Linked DNA regions of Macaca mulatta: region 2 is linked to region 1. The links are chromatin contacts, called in public Hi-C maps. All regions are on one chromosome and are shown on one strand. Each heading gives the region's core, a stretch centred on a gene start, on an enhancer-like site or on the middle of the called end of the contact. The rest is flanking DNA. Distances are from core to core; before and after follow the strand shown.

The links. Hi-C and Micro-C count contacts between places; a contact is called where the count stands out from the background.
Region 2: a Hi-C map of CD4 T cells shows a contact between it and region 1, with 3 times the contacts expected there. The contact joins the promoter of NUP107 here to the enhancer-like site in region 1. A contact is called at or near these places in 4 of 14 Hi-C or Micro-C datasets (CD4 T cells, blood, cortical neurons and 1 more).

Annotation. Positions count from the first base shown.
Region 1 is chr11:75,483,943-75,489,020 of T2T-MMU8v2.0, reverse strand. No RefSeq gene overlaps it. Among named protein-coding and RNA genes, the nearest start is that of MDM1, 34 kb to the right of the region's middle. Within about 2 kb of position 1,995, at least 20 of the 40 cell types and tissues checked have an H3K27ac peak or open chromatin away from gene starts, as enhancers often do. A contact at or near this core is called in CD4 T cells, blood and cortical neurons, where this site is marked.
Region 2 is chr11:75,808,558-75,813,635 of T2T-MMU8v2.0, reverse strand. It overlaps NUP107 (nucleoporin 107), which reads right to left and starts at 3,025. Exons shown (of 28, transcript NM_001261486.1): 1 at 2,937-3,025; 2 at 928-1,019; 3 at 361-447. The coding sequence starts at 2,944.

The DNA of each region.
Region 1 (5,078 bases), core at 746-3,245:
GGATCATTAGTTGCTTTATAGAGAACAGATTGTAGGCGGGCAGTGTGAATTCAGGGAGACTAACGGGGTGGCTCTCATAGAAGTCTAGGGGAGAGATGCTGGTGGCAGAGGAGTGGGCAGTGCTGATGAGGAGAGGGGCTGGATTTGGTGCATATTTTGAACATAGAGACAAAAGGACTTGCTACTAATGGGTTGGAACGTAAGGTATGAGAGAAGAAGGAAGGCATCAAGCATATGATGCCCTGGTTTCTAGTCCCATCTCTGGTGAAAGGATGATCCATTTACTGAGATGGGAAACAATGAGATGGAAGCAGGTGTGTGTGTGTGTGAGGGGAAGGAGACAGTAATGGAAATCAAGAGTTCCATTTTGGATATAAGAAGGCCAAGTAAGAATTTCACACCTAAGCAAGGATTTCTAGTCGGGAGCTTAGGGGAAGAGGATGGGCAGGGAGATTTTATCTGGCAGATTATCGGCATAGAGAGAATGTAGAGGAGATGGTCTCAGGAGTGACATGTAGATGGCCAGGAGGTCTGAGGACGGAGACTGAGCCCTCCAATATGGATTGGTTGGGAAGAGGAGAAGGATGCAACATGGGAGAACAAAGGAGCAGCCAGTAGACTAGAAGAAAACTAGGAAAGAATGCAGTGATTGGAAGCCAAGGGCAGAGGTTAGTTCAAGAGAAAGGAAGTGCTCCTTCTCTCTTTGTACACAGAAACACTCACATGCATATATACATATGCACACACATATTTTTACATGAGACTATGTCCATTTTTATATAAGTGTAGGGCTTTTCATTTATTATGGTGACTTTTTTATGCCCTTAAAAGCCTTCCAAAAGATTATTTTGAATGGCTTTAGTCTATACTTGTAGATGTAACCTTAGAAGGAACAACCTTGTATATACATTTTACGTTTCTTTAGATTAAATTCTTGAAGTGGAATTACTGTGAATATGAAGGCTTTTGGTATCTGTTGTCAAAGTGCCTTTCAGAGAGGTTGTACCAAGGTTGTACACTCTGCCAGCAGTCAACTGAAACCAAGCATTTGGCAAGCACTATTAGCATTAAAACTATATATATGTGTGTGTGTGTATATATATACGTAATTTTTAAATATATATAAAGAGAAAACTAGATAACATCGCGCACACACACACACATATGTATGGATATATATGTGTCTATATATGCCTGTGTATGTATATGTGTATGTGCAATGCTATCTAGTTTTCTCCACTTGCATGACTTGATTACTGGAGGTTGAACAAGTTTCAACGTAAGGCTGCTTGTGTGCGGTCTGAGTGGTGAACAAGTTGATCTGGCACCTACACCCCCTTAAGTATGAAAAAAATGAGTGTAAACATCCCCCAAGTCAGTCATTCAGGGCATGAGGGCTGCGGAGGAGGAGGAAAGCTGGTTCTGAGCTAGTTTCTCAGTGGGGGTGGAGTAGATCTTTGTCAGCAGTGAAGGAGCCGGTGTGGTTCCCACAGCTTGCAGTGCCTCCTCCCTTCCCGGCCCGACTTCCTGTGGGCCCAGCCTGGGAGAGAGCGTGGTCACCAAGAGGCAAGAAGCAGCCCTTCTCAGCTGCACCAGCCCCGATGTGATAGGTGGTGAAGTCTGTGTTGCCCTGTGAACCGCAGCCCACATTGCCCAACTCGGCAACAAACACGAGCCATGGGGCCCAGGCCGACTGCCCCACATACAGTGTCCTTTGCTGCCTGGGTGGAGCCTTTTCGGTCTGAGAGGCCGGGCCTCTGCAGAGAGACCTTCGGAATCCTCCCTACGGCCTGGCGGGGCCTCTGTCCAGCTGAAGCGGAAAGACCCTGTGTGCTGTGAAACTGCAGCAGGGCAGCATCCTTCTGTTGCTCTGGGGCGTGGCAAAGGGCGATTGCACCACCTTGTTAGGCTGTGGGTGTGGAAATCGACAACACTGAGGCGATAGAAATCTTAAAAGAATGTGTGGGACATAAAGATAGGCCAAAAATGAGGATTGTGGCAATCTTGTGTGTAATATTTCTCATTTCATCACTGTACCAACTGCAATGGAACTCAAAAGAAAAAAGAAAGCACCACAACCCTTTGCTTTCTGGGTAGCACAGACACCTGTAATATTTTCTATGGTCGCCAAGGAGGAATTCCTGAGAGACTGCAATTAGCACAGGCCCAGAGTCGTCAAGTCCAAAGGAAAGGATTCTGTGAGAAGTTAAAACTGCAAGATGAAAAATGTTCAATAGAGATGGCGCTGATATTGTTTCTTCAGATGTTTTTCTTTTTGTATTTATAAAATATTTCCATTGTAAAGCATTCAATTAATGAAGAATGGTGTAAAGTAAAAGCTAGTCTTCCCTCACTCCCTCAAACCTCACTCCCACTTGCTAACAGTTTGGTGTGTGTTTTCCAGTGCTTTTATTATGCAATTATGAACATTTATATAAGAGTATAGTACATAACCCATGTATAGTCTGTTTATCATGCTGCTAGCATACAGTTAGTGTTCAATAATATATGCCCACACATATAATTTAAAAACTGAAAATGAGATTATGCTATGCAAATTCTGCAACTTGTTTTAAGTTTTATTTAAATGCAATTTCTCTTTGTCTTTTTGGCAGGTAGTTTAGTTTCATAAAGACAAAAAATCAAAAACTTTTTCCAGCCAAGGACTACCAGGTAGATGAATTCATTCGACTATTATTTGTTGCATGCCAATGATGCATCAGGTTTTGCTCAAGGAGCTGGGAATGAATGAAATAACAATCCTCACCCTCATGGAACTGACATTTTGGTGGAGGGAGGCAGGCAATAAACATGTTTAATAAGTGGATTGTCAGATGTTGATAGCAGAGCAGATAGCAGAGCATGTTGGGGATGGTTAGGGAAGGTCTCCCTGAAAAAGTGACACTTGAGCCAAGGTCTGGAGACCGAAGGGGTAATGTCACATGGCTATCTGAGGAAGGGTGTGTCAGGGAAAATGAACAGAATGTACAAGAGCCCTGAGGACGGAGGTGCCTTCCTCAGAAACAGTAAACAGGCAATGTGGCTGGGTAATGGTGAGAGAAGGGAGGACAGATGGGGTGATTGGAAAGGACCGGTGGGGCCTTGTAGGCCATTTGGAGGTCCTGGGCTTTTAGTCTGAGGGGGATAGCCTGTTCCTGGGGGCATGGAGCAGAGCAGCCTCATGATGTGATGCATGTTTTCACATGAGCACCCCAGCTGCTGTGGAGAGTAGACTCTCTCAGGCAAGGGCAGAGGTAGGGATGCCAACTGGGCGGCCATGGTGGTGATGAAGCAGAGGAGTGATGGTGAACGTTGGGCTGGGGCATTGGCAGTACAGGTGGGGACGCTGTTGGATTCTGGGTACACTCACAAGGTAGAGACAATAGGATTTGCTGATGGAACAGATGTGGGATAGGAGACAAAGTGCAAAGTCAAAGATGACTATCAGGACCTAGCAATGCATGGAATGTTCCTAATGAGAGCTTTATTCATTAGTCAATGCAAGAAATAAACAACATGAGAGTATGGATGACAAGAGACATCAGAACATGGAGATCTGGAGGGCCATTATAGACCCTCTTTTCCTCTATTTTTGCCTCCACAGTATCATGTGCTATGCCACATGTGTGTCTCCTCCATACCGGCACCTCTCAATCCTCACCCTGGGAAACCCCCAATGGCAGAGGAGAACAAACTATGAATCCCAGCTGTCTGGGCCAGAGCTCATGGGGCCCATTACAAGCATGGCATTACATTAATACCTTGTACTAACAAAATCCATGTTAATGCTGGATTCTGCTCCAGAATATCTACATGTTCATTTTGATATATTCATTACCGATAATTAAGTAAAATTGTTGGTCTTGTATGATGGGCCCTTGACGTACAGCAAGAATCCCTGGGGAGATACAAGGCTTGGAGATGTTTGGCCCATGCTTTTCCTATTGTATGTGCAGGAATACTGCCTCCCAAGAAGAGCCCACTTATTCGTGGGTTGCCTGGTCCCTGATGCACCTCTGCACTTCCAGGACCATGCTGTATACCTGCACTGAGATGAGCAGGCAACCGGATCAGTCACAATACCGAATGAATTTCTCAGCAGCTTGGGCTCTTCCATCTCTACACTGTAGTACAGGCGCTTTCTTACACATTGAAGTAGATTTTTCTTCCTTCCTTTTACCTTAGAACATTCTACTCATCCTTGGGTTTTTAAACCCGTTAAAGCTTTTCTCAAATTTCATATCCTGTTCATGATGCCTTATGTTAACACTCAAAGTGATAACTTGTTTCAATTAATCCTTAGAGCACTTACTTTCTTTGAGGACCATCATATATATTGGGAAGACAAAGCTTGAGTCAGAAGAGCAGCGCCTTGGAATCAGACTACTTTGGTTTAAATGCAGGCTCTGCCATGACCATCTGTGTGATTTTAGGCAACTTTCTTCACCTCGAAGCCTATAAAATGGAGTTCAAAGTGGAACTGGAAGGATGATTAAGTGAAATGGACACGTGAAGCACCTAGCACAGTGCACAGCCATTTGATAAATATTGTCTCTTCCCCCTTAACCTCTTAATTTGGTACTTTTAAGTATTCTACTTGTATGGTTCCATCTTTTGAATTTTTATGTGTTTTAGTTCTCTAACTAGACAATAAACTCTTAGAGTTTGGAAACCACATTTTATATTTCTTGACATCCCTGAAACATCCATCACAGTTCCTTGAATGTGGGAGATGATTAATAAATGTTTGCTGATTGATTTATGGATTTTTTTTGACAAGTTTGAAGCTGAAGGACATACTACTGTCTGGAGTTGAGAACATAGCAATGAGCCTCAAAGAAGAAAATGAGCCTCAGTGTTCATGGAGGAAGGTCATTGCTTAGCACCTTGGGGAGACATGCAGGTGATGGATGAGGAGGATGCCGGATGGCTATGCTGAGTTGGCTGTAGACTCTGCTCACCAGCTTTGGAAGTGTTACCCAGACAGATGACAATATCCTGATAACCCCTCCATGACCAAATTCTTTAGCAAAGCATTTCAACAGGCCATCACCGTGGCATGTGGACTGACGGGTTGC
Region 2 (5,078 bases), core at 1,776-4,275, 320 kb before region 1:
GAACTCCTGGCCTTAAGTGATCCGCCTACCTTGGCCTCCCAAAGTGTTGAGATTATAGGCATGGGCCACTGCATCCAGCCTATTTACATACTTACTGCCTATATTAGTTAACTTCTCTAAGTCTCGCGTTCAGTTTCGGTAAAATAGAGCTAACGATACCTATGTCATAGTTACTGTGTGTTTATGGAAAGTACAGTACCTTGTACATGGCAAGAGTTCAAACAAATAATAACTGCAATCATTATTATTAGTGTTTATTGATATTGTAACCAAATACTATACTTATCATGTTACAATAAATGTTAGTTGCTATTATAATTATCATTATTATTAAATGCTTTAAAAGCAAAAAAGTCTTACAAGGCTGTCGAAATGAGCTAGGAGTTCGAGGGATAACCTGGTTTCTTGGTGTAGTATTACCGAAACTTTCATCTTGAGATGCCTGAACTGTACAATGAGTTAAGAAAAGTTTTCCATGTAGAAAAGATTAAAATGAGAATTAACCATCTTTTTACTATACAAATTATGTGAATACATTTTTCAAGAACAAGGTATTTTACGGCTACCATTTTTCAATGCAAAGGGTAAATAACCCATTCCTTCTGCCATTTAAATTCTCAGACGTCAGTCTTAGATAACTACACACTGAACTAAATGTTTTTAGTCAGTTTTCAAATAATAAAAATCTCAGCAGAAGCTAACCACAATATGATAGTCAGCAGTAAGAAATATCTTTATTTTTAAGGAAATATAATCTTATTAAATTTTTGCATTATATTTACCTAATGACAGCTCTGTGGAGTGAAAAAAATTTCTACAGGATTTTATTATAGCTAACATTTAATACTCTTATAAAAAGAAAATTCTATAACACTGATTCCAAACATGTTACAATTTTTATAATGATGCTTAAATCGCAAAGGATACTTAAAACTCTTTTTTGAGCACTCTGTTTCCGTGCAGTCCGTGTCACCTCTGCCTCCCGGATTACAGGGGATGATATATCTCCAAAGCCACTCCTAAAGTAGTATAATCAAGCTTATATAAGTGAAACGAGAATATAGCATTTGTAAAGAATTTTATCATCACAGCTGGAGTAAAGGACCCTGAGTAAGTTAAGATATAGGTCATTCCAGTAGCCAAGTCTTGGATCTTTTGCTGAGAATGCACTCGTGGCTCCAAATCCTGCTTATTCTTCAAAGTCTTACTCAAATGTTACCTGCACAAAGATTTCTCTGACTTTCTAGTACTCACTATGTTATTTTCTCCTAAAGAATTATTTCAACACTTGGAATCTATATTATAACACTGTTTTAGGTAATTGCTTCATAAAAGTGAATCTTATTTCCCTGGTTGGATTGAGAAGTTACCTAATTGCAGGAATTCTCTCTTCAAAGATTTTCTGCAGAATCCAAAATGCTTTAAACCATGGGTACTATTAAAAAACAAACAACAACAACCAGACAACAACCACCACCAGACAACAACAACAACCAGAGCTTGTGAGATACAACCACAACAACAAACAGAGCTTGTGAGATAGAAGAGTAAGTAAAAAAATTCTGGTAAATTGTAGCAAAATGACCCTTCAAGTTATTTCAACCAAAGAGGTCTCCTGTCCCATCACAACACTCTGTCAGTTTCACTCAAAGGTCTAGAAACTAAATTGTGTGGACTAAAAGGCCTGTGTTTAAGACAAGAATCTAATATGCTTTTCCTCCACTTAAAACCTTCAGATATTCCTTCAGCAGGAAAGTATGGGAAACAACCCCATAGAAAAAATTTTAAATGTTTAATAATTAAAATTAAAAAACAAAACAAACAAAAAACCTACAGATAGCTCTCTCTGGTTTATAGAAGTGCAAATTTCCTAAAATGATATTTACAATGTGACCCCAGTTTAGGCGTTCAGTCTTCTATTCAGCCACAAACATCACTCTAAACATATACTGCATGTGACCACTGAGCTACATGTACTTTTGTTTTTCATATACTAGCACCTTTGAATATGTTTCTTTTACAAAGACCTACATTTGCCCCCTTGGGCACCTGGTCAACAACTAATTACTCCTCAAAGAGCCTCAGGTAGGCTGGAGACACACAGAGGCAGGTTGGCAATTTGGTTCTTGTATTTATTAGCTTCCTAACTTTCAGCAAATTCCTTAACCTCTTTTAGTCTCAGTATTATACATGAAAAAGGGATAACAGTACCTATCCTCATAGGATTGCTCTTGTTCTGAAGATTAAATAAACTGATAATATATATTCAAAGCCAACAATGGCAGTCATATAGTAGGTACTCAATGTTTGGAGTACGAATAATGTACTATTATTATGCAAAGACCAGCTAGAAAGTTACCGTCTTTGAGAGGTCTTTCTGATAGAGTGACAGGGAGACTTAATCGCCCCCAAACACTTATCACTTTATACCGCTTGGTTGTCTCCACTACACAACTAATTCCCCGAGGTGAAGGATCTTGAATAACTGATCTTTGTTGCAGGCGGCTAGCACAGTACCCAGATCACAGAGGGAACTCAGTATCTGATGCTAGCACTTGTAATCAGAAAGTCTGAGCTGAGATCCCAGTATCTTCACTGACTGGCTTTGTGATCACAGGCTGGTCACTTAGCATTTCGAACGCCGGGCTACCTACCCCGCCCACCCCAGGAGCGATCAGTGTTGCTGCCCCAAAGCGCCGAATAGATCGCAGAACGTAGTGGGAATGTAGGGGACCATTATGATCCGTACCCCACCCGACGCAGGCCAAGCGGCCTTTCCCCATTTGTAGCCAAATTTCCCGGCATGGGGAAGGAGTCTTAGGGGAAGCACCCGGGACCTCCTTGGCTTCTTCTGGGAGTCTAGTTTCACCTATTTCGTTTCGCCAACAGGCGAGAGGGGCAAGGCTTTGGGTTCAGCTGCCATCATCAGAACTGACCTGTCCATGGCTAAAGCCTTTTCCACACAGAATAAATGTCGACTCCAGTTTAGCTACCGCGTTTTACCCTTCCCGCTCTCCGGAAGCAAGCCCTTCGACCCGGAAGCAGTCTCTCCCTAAAATAGCCCCACAGAAAAGGGGTAGGGGAGAAGAAACGACGTTCCCATCTAGCGCATGGGCGACTTCAGCCTACAGGTGCCGGCCCGGTGGGCGCAGGCGCAAAAGCTTGCCAATGTGTGCCTGGCTGGACCAGACAGGGCCGGGGGCGGGACCTGGTTGCGTTTAGCCCAGACGCCTTGCGGCCGCTTTGCCTGACCAACGTCTGTGGGCGTGGAACAGGCCCTGGGTTCTCCTACTGGGAAAAATGAAGCATGTTGATAGTCTGGAAAGACGTGAAGTCATTTCCTGGTATTCTCTGTCAGAAAGCGCCTGTTCTTGGAATTCAGATGCGTGGGCTCTGCCCCACACCTCGGGAATCTCTTATCTCTCTCCCTACACTCAGTCCTTTGTTCTCTAGCCCCCTGCAGTTTTTGAAACTGTTTTCCATAACTGCTATTTGTTCTTTACTTGGTATTCTTTTCTATTAAGGAGAAACAGTTCACCTGTATTAAAAAGTAGAAAGGCAAGCGTAAAACATGATGGTATTGCCCTCTATTTCAAAGTGCCGTCTAGGCAAAAAGTGGTATATTTTGGTCTTGAGGGAGTCAGTCACATTTTTGTTTCGGTTTTTGTTTTTTCCAGTTTGAAAGTAGCGACTGGCTATTAACTGACCAGATTACAAAAATAACGTTAGATGCTTCAGTTTATCCGTTTAATAAGCCTGTTGATATGGTCTTTTCTGTTGCTGGCATTTGTACTTTTTAGTAATACAGAATAGGTAGTCATTCTCCCTCGTGGAGAAGATAATTTGAAGGATCACAGGAACTTGAAGAGTTTTTCAACAGCATAGATCTCATGAATCAGATTCTCCAGTCAGATGATGCCATATTTATCAAGAAATCTATCAATCAAAGAGTTATCTGTTAAGGTAATTTGTTTATTGGTTTTGCCATAACCAATTTGTAGATCAGTTCATTTATTGATTTCAGGTTCAGGTACTCTATGCGATGTATGGTTCCACAATAGTCAGCGTGTTAACTGAAGCCTTGAGTTTAGCAGAGGTGCCATGGAAGATCTGGGGAAAGTGAAGAGGTTTTGACAGACTTTTGGGATCACACCATTGATACCTTAAGGCAAGTGACAATTTGGATTTCACAGGTATATAGAAATTGCCAGCTTTTCTTGTCATATATTCCTTGTGACAGTGCTGAGCTTTTTTCTTCTTCTTCTTCTTGCTTGCTTTTTTTTGGACTTGATTTTTTAAATTATGTTTCCTTCCTTCTTTCCTTCTTTTTTTTTTTTTTTTTTTTTTGAGACAGGGTCTTGCTCTATTGTCCCGGCTCAAGTGCAGTGGCACAGTCATGGCTCACTGCAGCCTTGACCTCCTGGGCTCTAGCAATCCTTCTACCTCAGCCTCCCTAGTACCTGAGGTTGCTGGGACCACAGGCACGCACCACCATGCCTGCCCCCCAACCCCGTTTTTTAAAAATATTTTGGAGAAACGAGGTCTTATGTTGTTGCCCAGGCTGGTCTCAAACTCTTAGGCTCAAGCCATCCTCTTGCCTGGGCCTCCCAAAGTGCTGGGATTACAAGGTTAGCCACCACATCCAACAGTGCTTAGCTTTTTCATAGATGTAGCTTTCTCCTTGCTTTTCTTTTTTCTTTTTCTTTTTTGAAATGGAGTCTCATTCCATTGCTCAGGCTGGAGTTCAGTGGTGCCATCTCGGCTTACTGCAACCTCTGTCTCCTTGGTTCAAGCGATTCTCCTGCCTCAGCCTCCTGAGTAGCTGGGATTACAGGTGCCTGCCACCACACCCGGCTAATTTTCGTATTTTTAGTAGAGATGGGGTTTCACCATGTTGTCCAGGCTGGTCTCAAACTCCTGACCTCAGGTGATTCACCTGCCTCAGCCTCCTAAAGTGCTGGGATTACAGGTGTGAGCCACTGTGCCTGGCCTTCTCCTTTCTTTTCCAAGCATTTTGTGAGCAAACGTCTTTCTCAGGCACTTGACCTTCAGCTCTGTGAAATTCCTTCACGTGTTTT